Linked DNA regions of Sus scrofa: region 1 is linked to region 2. Evidence: chromatin contacts called from public Hi-C data. All regions are on one chromosome and are shown on one strand. Each heading gives the region's core, a stretch centred on a gene start, on an enhancer-like site or on the middle of the called end of the contact. The rest is flanking DNA. Distances are from core to core; before and after follow the strand shown.

Region 1 (5,452 bases), core at 510-3,009, 92 kb after region 2:
CCCCCCATTAAAATGAGGTCATTTCCATCCAGGTTTCTCAGTAGGTTCTCAATCCCTGCCTGACCTTTGATAAAGCGCGGAGGTGGGAGCCCGTGCTGGGACGAAAGGCCGCACACTCCACATGCCTTCTTCACTCTAAAGCAGTGCTCCGCTCACTCTCCTCCAAAACCATCCGTGACTCTAAGAGCAACAGGATCGAGTTTAAAGCGGGCCCGGAATGCCCAATTTCACGATTTACCCTCATCTGACTACTCTGGGCATAGTTCCTTTGCACTCTCTAAAAAAATAAGAAAAGCAAAAATTGAAAAGGCCCTAGAAAACCTCAAAAGACCAGGTCATCCTCGGTACCAGGAGAGGGATTCCAATCCCAGGGGCACTGGAGCTGCAAGTGCGGGAAAGTTCGGGGCACACCCCTGAAGTTCCATCCCCTCCTTCTGCTGGGCAGTTCCCTCTGCCCAGATTCCTTCTACCACCTGCAACCCGCCCCACCTTCAAGCATGGCTCTGTCACCCTCCTGAGCAGCAGCCCAGACCCTCCTCTCCGGGCCTCGCCCTCCTGGGAAGTCGCCCAAGCTCCGCAGGGTCTGCACCACCTCATTTTCCATCTTACACTTTTCAACACAGCTTGTCTGCCGGCTGCCCCTGGCCGGTGCACTGGAATGTGTCCTTATTAGATCCCCAGGCCCCCCTCCTAGGAAAGCGCTTCCTTCCCACAACAATTGAGAGCAAGACCAAGTGGGGTCTGTTCCTGGCTCAGAGACCAGAGCTCCCTCCCCAAGGGTCAGCAGGATTCCCTGGGCCGCCTTCCCCACCTTAGGCCTGGCACAAGGCAACTGTGGGATATTTTTCTAGTGGGTTTATTATTCTTCTTCTTCACTGGGAAGAGGGCAGAGAGAGAACTTTTGTCGTGACCAATCACCCTAAGACCTGCCTATGGAGACCATCAGGGTACAGAAAGTAACCCCTTTCTCCCCATGCCTGACCCTACGGCTCCCGGCTCGCACGAGTTCCCAGGGCTGGGTGCCCGGGATGGTGCAGGGGAGTCGGGGCATCACTGCCTGCTGGTGGGGTGCTTAGACCAACAAGGAAGTTTCTGCGCACCCCTTGGGAGAGGACGGTTTGGGAAGCAGGGAGGCGGGCCACTGAGGTCACTGGGCATCTGGACATGCACCGCCGAGCTCACAGGGCACCCGCCCACTCCACCAGGCTGACCTTTGGCCGCCTCCCCGCTCCCCAGCAGGTCGCCCTCGCCAGACCTCCTGGAACTGGGCATGAGTCCTGCAGCCCCCAACCCAGAGCCGTCCCCGCCCGCCACCTCTTCCCCCTGACGGGCCGGGGCGCGGGCACATGCCGATGCAGAGCCAACGTGTCCTCGGCCCTGGGGCCACCGAGGGGCAAGGCCAGGGTGGCGCCCCTGGCACGGACCCGCCATCGCCCCCGCCCGATCCCCGCGCCCGAAGCCGGCTCGGCACCGCCACCTCCACCGGGCCCCTCGGCCGCGCCCAGCTCCCGCGAGACGGACACAAAGGGGACGCGCGACACCCACCTGGTCCCGCGCGGCTGGGGCCCCGGGGCCGCCGCTCCTGCTCGGCCGCGGGCGGGGCTCCGAGCTCCGCGCCGAGGTCCGCGGTCGGGTGCCTGGGTCCGCGCTGCAAGTGGGCCGCCCGCGCCGCCCTGCCCGGAGCCGCCCTTTATTCCCGCCCGCCCTCCAGCCGGGGCGCACCGCCCGCGGGGGGAGAGTGGGCGGCGGCGCGAGCGGCACAAAGACGCGGGGCGCAGAGGCTCGGCCCGAGCGCCCCCGCCCGGCGCGCAGCGCCCCCTGCCGCCAGCCCGCCCGCCCGCCGCGCCCCGCCCTCGGCCGCGCAGGCCCGGGGACTCCCGCTCGCCCACCGAGGACCACGGGGCCCACGCCGCCCAGGGGATCACGAGGCGCCTCGTCCGGCGGCGGCCAGAAGACCGTCCCTGAGGCGGATGCTCCGGGGCCTCAAGATGAGCCAGCTCGGAGAGTAGTGGGTGAGCCCCAAACACGCTTGGCCGGCGGTAGAAACCCTCTCCGGCTGCGCAGGAGGCCAGGGCTCCAGTCCTGCCACCGACCAGATCGGGCCCCCTAGAACCTCGGCCTGATGCCCTGGCATGTGAGGACCTCGCGATGAAGGCTGAGGGCCTTGCTGTGCCAGCGTCACATGTCTTTCTGCCCCACTCCCTCATCGCTTTGAAGGATGGAGGAGAGGGGGCAACTTGGCAGTCCCTCCGTTCTGTGGATTCCAGAGTTCCTGGCACAGCAATTTCTTTCCTATTCTTAGGGTTCCCAGCTTGTTAGAGTCCAAGATCTTTGAAGGTAGAATTTTCCTGTAAGATTTATCTTTGCCACTCCCTCTGGTAGAAGTTACCCAAGCGCTAAATCATGTGTCTCAGGCATGCAGAGTTGAACAGAAATAACCGGTGTGTATGAAGAATGCTTTCTTCAAAGGAGACGCTCTTTTCTGCAGAAGTGAGGGGAAACCCACATCACAGGTCCCTTCCTCGGCGCCCTCCCTCCACAGCCTCGCCTCTGAATTCTGATGCATCACCTACCAGCCGCGTGACCTTAAGTTACTTAACTTTGTTGTGCTTCCATTTTCTTATCTGAAAAATGCAGATCTTGGCAGGGATTCAGTAAGGCAGATATGCATAAAGAAGTATCGACGTAACTGGAAAATGTTCAGGATTCACTCCATCACCCTTAGCTGTTCCCTGTCTCATTTTCCCCCAATTAAACAAGATTCCTAACTGTCTTGACATTCTGCATAATTTGTCTTCCTCTACTGCATATACATCTTTAAAAAAAAAAAATCACAAATCCATCTCCTCTACATTGAGCAGTTATTCTGGTAAATATTTCCCTCCCCCAAATATGAATGAGCATTTCTGATGCCTCTGTCAAATTCTTTGTGCAAATGTCATCATTCAAGCAAAAGGCACAATGGAAAGAATCTTACCAGCACTTGAAAATGACAATAGTTCTGCAGAAAGGCCTAAGCTTCACAGAAAATATAAGCCCCACCCCCGCCCCATCCTCTGCTTGTGGTACCTGGGAGGTAGGGGTGTGATACTCCTTGTGAATGAGTGATTCTATGAATGAATGAGAGGATGGCAGCAGACACACAGGGAAGGTGATAAATGGGTCCGTGCTGAGATGCAGATGTTTCTGTGGTAAGCAGGGACATTGGGAGTCAAGTGGGGAGGAAACAGCTGAGGCTGCCCCGGGAGTGATGAGGTGCACACACCAGCCTCTTACCCACCTGTGCCATTGAGACTTGTACGTGCTTCCCCGGGGATGCGTGTGTCTGTGTGTGTGCATGTGTGTGTACCTGTGACTTCCTTCCCACGTGTGTTTGCGGCCATTAACACGACTGTTGTGGGGGACATGGGGAAAGAGGATGCCACCCCGATGATGCCATTTGCATCAGGCCATCCAGGGCATCTCAGATGCACTTATTCTTCCTGGAGTCTTCCTAATCCACCAGTGCCTCCCCCATCCCCAGATTCCTGGTGACATTGTATAATAGTGTGTCTCCATGCTGATCATGGCATCTGTTACACTTCTCTCTGATTATCAGGTCATAAGATTCTGCAGAACAGCCATGAAGTAATTGTTGTGTGGGGTTTCACATGGGGCCTGTGCAGCCTAACTGCCAGAGTCATCTGCTCTGAGCTGTGCTGCTGAACAACCTTCCTGGTCTCTCAGATAAGCAGCCTGTGTTTCTCAAGGTCACGCCCACCCATCACTGGATGGTTTTCAATCCAGTCCTCTGCACGGGTCGGGGCTCTCAGCCATCTTACCCAGATGTTTTCAGGGGTTTTTTTTTGGTTGTTTTTTTGGCTTTTTGGTTTTGTATTATGGTCGCACCTGTGGCATATAGAAGTTCCCAGGCCAGAGATAAAATCTGAGACGAAGCTGTGACCTACACCACAGCTGCAGCAATGCCAGATCCTTAACCCACCGTACCACATCAGGAGCTCCTCACTGAGAGCTTTGTCATATCAAGCTCATTTGAAAAGATACCCATGGTGTTTGTGACTGCGGGCAGTGGGACTCATCACCCACTTCTGAATATGCCCCTCCTCTTTGAAGACCTACTAAAGGCAAGGTTCTGTGCTGGATGGTTCTGTTACAGCCAGGGGCGCCCCTTCCAGGGCCCGAGCGTGGCCTCCTGTCTGACACTGGGAAATGCATGGTCTGAGGAGACACAGGGGCTGACAAAGCGAAAGCCTGTGGGGAAGGGGCGCCCAGGCAGAGAGCAGCAAGGGGGAGGAAACCCCGGAGAATTGCTCGCCAGTCTCTGGTTTTATGGGAATGGGGTTAGTTTCCAGGTCTTTCTGGCCAATCGTCTTGCTCAGCCCATACTTGGTGTGACTCAGGGAACCAACCAAGAAGTTGGTTCTGGCACCAAGGATCCTGGGAAGTTAGTCGTCTCCTCCCTCCTACGGGCCCCTGCCAACTCCTCCCGGTTGGCCCTCAGGGCAGCACCTTCCCCATCAGGGCCTCTTGTTGTGACACAACTCCTGCAAGTGGCGGGGATCTGCCTGACCCAGGCGGGCGGTTTCAGTCAATGGTTTCCTAATAGTTACGGCCAGGGAGTCAGGGCCGCAGTCAATGGGCCGGAGGCGGGCCATATGGAAATCCATTCCCAGGTTTCTCCTCGAGGTACCAACTCGGAAGAAGCTCAAGATTCACCCTCTTGGCTTAAAATAAAACCTTTTTTAGACAATGGAGGATGCATACACTCACAATCACATTCTGAAGGCACAGAAATGTCACCTTTCTTCCGTTTGTAAAATTAGCTTCAATTCAGTTCCTTATTTCTAAAGCATTACTGGCAATCAAATGTCAGTTGTGGTTCTGATTCGCTCTCCTTAGAGGCACGCAGGAGTCCGGCGGGGTTTTATGTCCTGGGATATGGGATGTCAGCTATCATCCTCAGCCCATCACCCGGTCCACCGGGGCCGCAGGCAGCCTCCTCCTCCAAGCCCTGCGTCCCTTTCAAGCAGGCTGCGCTCAGCTTCTCTTCCAGGTGCAGCGCTCCCCCCAGGCGATGCCAAGAGCCTGCCACTCTCAGGGCTTCTTGGGAAAAAGTCTCCTGTCCAGCTCCTGCCTTCCTTCCCATCAAGGCCTCCTCTCCTCCGCTCCCAGCCTGAGTGTCCCCAGTAAACTTTTCTAGAGCAGAGTATCCACAGAGGACATGCTGAGACCCTGTCTTCAGACGGCTCGGGCTTTGGCTCTGAAAACATCCCCGTGGAGCTAGAAAACAGTGCAAGACTGGAGGTGTTTTCCCAGAACACCTGGAGAGAAAAATGCAAAGAAGTAAAATCTACCTTATTATCACTGTAACATATGTAGTCAAAAAAACAAACAAACAAAAAAAAATCCCCCCAAAAACAAAGAATAGGCAGTTCCCATTATGGCTCAGCAG
Region 2 (5,218 bases), core at 1,280-3,779:
GTGCTTCCAGGGGGCGGAAGAAGTATGCCCTGGGAGGAAACGGCAAAGGCCTCTGGCAGGGTTCCGCACCTTCTACCTGGTAGTGCTCCCCTTCCCCCATCTGAGTCACACTCCTGCCCCACCCCCATCCCCCCACCAGCTCTGGAATTTCTCTATCAGCTCTGCCTCCCACCTGTGCGGATGTGAGCAGGGCTCTGCCTCAACCACGTCTCAGGGCCCCGTTGTGCACGGCATCCGAGGACCGTGCTGCAGAGTGTGGGCGCTGGGCGTGCAAACATGGGCGGACAGGTGCAGCTACCTCCTCGGCTGGGTGTTTCACTGCCGACCTGACAAGGCGTGGAGTGATGGTCCACCAGAACACCGAAGGGACAGTGCTGTCCAACTGAGATCCTTCCAGTTCCTCCTGCTCTCCTTCTTCTGTGACCTCATCAGGGGACCAGCTTTCTACCTGCATCTCGGGGCAAGCGCCCAAGCGTCACCTCCCCACCACTCCTCTCAGAACAGGAACAAGAGCGTGTGTAGTGACTGAGCTGCCTTTTCATGAAAGGCCCAATTAAGTTCTGCAGCACACGGCAGTGGAGACCTAGTTAGGGTTTCCATGGTAATGACTTAAATTGTGTGACTTCTGTCCTTGAGGAGCTGTGACACAGCACCACCCATCTCCGTGGGAGAGTCCCTGTGGGAGAATCGGGGGGCAAACGGCCCGCCCCATCCATCTGCCAGCTCAGAACTCTTCCCTGGCTGCTGGCACGTGTGCCCCTCCTGTGAGCACAGCCCGGGCTCCTCCCTCGGGCGTCTAGTAACACCTGCATCATCATTCTCACTGCTGAACTCTGCCAGCTGGGGCACAAGACGGGACTCCAGCAATAAGAAAATCCACACAAGGCAACATCAGAGTTTTTGTTTCCAGGATGTAAAAATACATATGTATCTATGTCTATCTACCTACCTATTATTCTATCACACATATAGCTTACATGATGTATGAGATACATTATATCTTACCTGTTATGATACATAAATATTGTCCCTAATATTTATATAAGTGCATATTTGCATAGAATCTATTTTTAAACAAGGCAAGCAGTGTATTTTCTGGCACAGGAGAAGAAACTCATCTAACTCCCATTTCCCAGAGAGATATGCATAATAGATTAATGAAGCAGGTGCCCAGAAGCCCTACTTATCAAAAAGCCCAAGACTCTTTAAAAGGGTGCTTTTCTTGCTCAAACACGGTTGTCCTTTGAGAAGCACGCTGTGAAGGGCAGCAGGCCCAGAGACCCCTCTCCTTCTGGTCCAGCACTCACTGCCCTGGGTATGTAAATAAACACCTGCAGCGTGGCAAGGTCGGCATCCAAACAGAGCTCAAGTGTAGTGCGGTGAGGCATGCGAGCTGGGGTGATGGACCCTCCCTGGCAGCTGTCCCCTCCTGCCCGGGAGAGTCTTCCAGGTGGGGAGGAAGTGCTCAGAAAGGGCCCTGCAGCCTCCCTCCTGGCCTCCTGCCTCCCCAGGTCCCCAGTGGGAGGAGGGAGGACTTTAGATTAAAATCAAAGCTCTGTTTATAAGATGGGACATTCCGAGAGCAAATGGAGACAGTGTCTGCAACTTAAAGTAACCACAGGAATTTTTACGAACTACATGTTGTCAGAACATCATGGAAAATGTCACTTTTCTCCAGTCAGCATCCTCCCCAGTGAATTTCAAAGGAGAAGAGTAGGTTGAAACCTGCTTCACTGATCCTGCCCCAGAATTTGCCCAGTGACTGGCTATATAGCTGTATTTTGGCTCTAACATTTTAATTCATTCCTACAGGTTTTTGGTCCTATGGTCCTATAATGCCCATGTTCATTCTTTTTTTTTTTTTTTTTTTTCTGCTTTGATTGTAATGTTAGCAGAAGGCTTTCAAGTGATGGGTTTGAGAGAGATTATTTAACTTAAGTCAAGTTGGCTTCCTCATTATGCAAATGAAAAAACAATCTTCTTTGACTAAGCCAAAGTACTGAAAAAAATAACAAGAGTTAAAAGTATTAAGTAGGAACATTTACCCAGCTGCATTTTAAAATTCAATGTCATGGAAAGTTCATTTTCTGGTAACCCAAATTACTGTCAGGTTCTGTCAAGATTCTCTCCGGAAAATGTTTTCAGGAGAGGCTCAAAGTCTCAGAAATCCAAATTGATCAATTTTTTAGCTGCACATATTAACTTTTGTATCATAAGATATTATATTTAAACTACAAACTGCCCCAAACCAAATGACATATGGCATTTAAACCAATAAGTTCTTGAATTTAAGGCTGTCAAAAATTCTGTTTGATTTTTTTTTTTAAGTTGGCAACATATTGCTTTTTTTTTTTTTGAGAAGTGAACCTCAAGAGGAAATGCAGCTATCTTTAGCATGCCTTGAAAAAAAAAAAAAAAAAAAAGAGAGAGAGAGAGAGAGAAATTTCCACATTCAGCTCGAGGAGGAGCCTTTGTACACTTTTGTCCGGCCTATCCTGCATTCCAAAGCCGATGGTGTTTTCCTGTAAACACACATCCCAGGGCGGCACCTCTCGTGAATGCCCAGTCCAGAAAAGGAGCCAGCAGCAGCCCAGGAAGAGGAAAGACTGGATTTCAGGGATCACAAACCGAGCTAAAAGCTTTAGAATCTGGATGTGGCATCTTCACAGTAAAGTCTTACCTATAGGACTTCATCAACCCTTTCTGTCACTCTGCTGCTTTTCAGCTGAGTCCAAGGTCCAGAATACATGTGGGAACAAGGCCACCCAGAACCTACAGGCTCTAAAACACCACGCTGTGATCCTGGTGTGTGTCGGAGAGCAGAGAGAGACCCGTCCTGAAAGGCTCTCGTGTCTTAATGCTGGAGAGGCCCGGATCCAGTCAGGAGGGCTGCCCGGGCCACCGTGGGGAGCGGGGGGACCTTATCCACTCCCCACCCCACCACCCGCCAGAGACAGAAATCGGGGCACGTCAGCTGGCCCCTGCCGTGTCAGGCATGAGATGGACAAGCTTGCCAGGCAGCCGTGAGACCTGGCGAAACGAGATCTGGGCTGCACTAGGTGGACGGACGTGTGGTCAGGATGGTGACTGTCCCCGTTCCCCTCTGCCTGACCTCGGCACGTCCTTCCACGCCTTTGTAGCTTTTACATTCCACGAAGTTCAAAGAGGTAGTCCTCCAACCATAGGCCTTAACTGGCTGAAGGATGCATGCCCCATGAGGGTCTCATAAAGGCACCCCATAGTCCCAAATTCCCAGAAGCAAGTTGTGTTGCATGGATCCTCCCTGTGACCGATGAGACCTGCTGCCAACAGAGGCCATCTTCCAGCTGCAAACTCTGCAGAGACTTCAAATGACAGGGAAACTTCAGAAGTCTCATTTAGATGCATCTTTCCACCTCCTGCTGCAGGCAAAGGACGCACAGTCCTATCCACCAAAAGCAGTGCCCCACGTTCCCTGGATTCTGTCACAGAAGTCATGACCAGCTAAGACACTGGGACACCTACCTCGTTCAAACTGTAGCTTTTTGTATCTTTGCATAATTTCAGCTGCTACCATGCACTCAATCTACGGGGGAAAAAATAGAAAAAGGAGTGAAACAATCTGAGGGCTAGAATGCAATTCCAGGTCCACCCAGACAGAGCCCAGGACCCCCTGATGCAGAGAGGAGCCCAGGCTGGTGCCCAGCAGAGCCCAGTTCCCCAGATCCCGGGACCCCCCTGATGCCCAGGCTGGTGCCTGGCAGCGCCTAGTTCCCCAGCTACATGCCTCATTCTCCTGCAGGTGGCCCTGTCTGGGGCAGGCAGCGTCCGGGCAGCTAATGGCAGTTTCTAATCCTTCTTTGATCAAGAGCTCCACATACTGTTTCAGGCACTGAAAAACAGAAACAGAGACATCTTTTTAAACATCTTTTCTTCCTTAAGGCTGAAGGAGCAGTGATGCATTAAAAAAAAAAAAAAAAAGACAAAACAGGCCCACGGTTGCAGGACAGTTTTCTGTATTTTCGCCGTGTAGCCCATAGCAACCAGCAAATTAGAGGTTTTGTTCACTCCACAAATATTCGAGGGATACCTCTTCTGCCCCAGGACTAAGGATGCGGTTGAGTCCCTGAGCACCAACTTGGCAGATACCACGCCAGTGAGCCTATTGGGGGAGCAGAGGGGAGCTGGGAAGCCGTAGCCCTCAAATACACTTCGGATGTCGGAACACACTGTGTTCAGGCTTCTCTATTCCACTGTTTCACGTACTCCTTACATTTGTGCAGGAAAGGCACGACCATGGCGTCATTCATGTGTGAAATGCACGGATCGCCAGCTGACCCAGCCTGCAAGGGCAAAGCCTGGGTTCCAACCCAGCCTCACCTGACTCTAAGATGCATGCCACCCAAAACCCCTACAGCTGCCCGTCCTCCCCCCACGACCCTCCCTTGCTGGGCAATTACTTACTCCCCCCTGCCCGCATTTGGCAGTCTGGCTGAACATCTGAAGTAAGTGAGAAGAATCAGTGAAGGGCACAAAGCAGAGCCTACACCAAGATGGGGGCCTTTCAGAGTGCAGCTTCCTCTGGCTTTACTCTACCAGCCTTGGGAATCCAGGGTGCCCTGGCAATGCACTTTGCAAACAAGTGGAAGGGAAGCTAGGGCCTGCCCCAGGTAAGCTCACCGCCAAACAAGACCGAGACAACTCCGAGGCCCTACACCAGGACTCAAAAAAGAGCATGGAAACCGGACCTTTCAGTGAAGGAACTACAAAGTACAACATCTCACCGGCACCTGCAGCTCCACTTCCAATCACAGCCCAGCACAATACCGGAGCCCAGAATACCAACACCATATTACACTGGTATCATAACGCTGTGTGGTGCCAACAGCTCACCAAGCTGTTTCCTAAGCCTCTTCCTTCCCCAAAAATGTCTGATCCACTCCATGAAAAGAATGCATGGCTATCAGTAACAGATGGGCCTTACATGAGATCCAGCTGCAGTGCTACTTGTTCTATGCCTGGAACAGGTCTCTCTCTCTCTCTACCAGCCTCATATTCCCAATCTGCCATGAAGGTGGATGGACCCACCTCAGAGTGGGTAAGACTTTTACAGAAGAGAAACGTCTAGAAGACAACGCGGGAAAGAGGGTATATATACTAAGTATGTAAAGAACGAATGCTCTAAGTGGATAATTCTCACCATCCTAGCAAACGAGGATACTTCACTCACTAAAGACTC

Evidence for each region. A called contact is a pair of places that touch in the nucleus more often than the background predicts.
Region 1: a contact with region 2 is called in a Hi-C map of subcutaneous adipose tissue, with 2.9 times the contacts expected there. The contact joins the promoter of RNF144A here to the enhancer-like site in region 2. A contact is called at or near these places in 4 of 5 promoter capture datasets (fetal liver, fetal skeletal muscle and liver), 15 of 47 Hi-C or Micro-C datasets (adipose tissue, alveolar macrophages, blood and 9 more) and 1 of 2 datasets of contacts at active chromatin or transcription factors (skeletal muscle).

What each region holds. Positions count from the first base shown.
Region 1 is chr3:128,865,344-128,870,795 of Sscrofa11.1, forward strand. RNF144A (E3 ubiquitin-protein ligase RNF144A) reads right to left here and starts at 1,760. Exons shown (of 11, transcript XM_021087902.1): 1 at 1,546-1,760.
Region 2 is chr3:128,772,607-128,777,824 of Sscrofa11.1, forward strand. RNF144A (E3 ubiquitin-protein ligase RNF144A) reads right to left here. Exons shown (of 11, transcript XM_021087902.1): 6 at 3,767-3,871; 7 at 3,505-3,565. Among named protein-coding and RNA genes, the nearest start is that of RNF144A, 92 kb to the right of the region's middle. Within about 2 kb of position 2,530, at least 12 of the 83 cell types and tissues checked have an H3K27ac peak or open chromatin away from gene starts, as enhancers often do. A contact at or near this core is called in fetal liver, omental adipose tissue and subcutaneous adipose tissue, where this site is marked.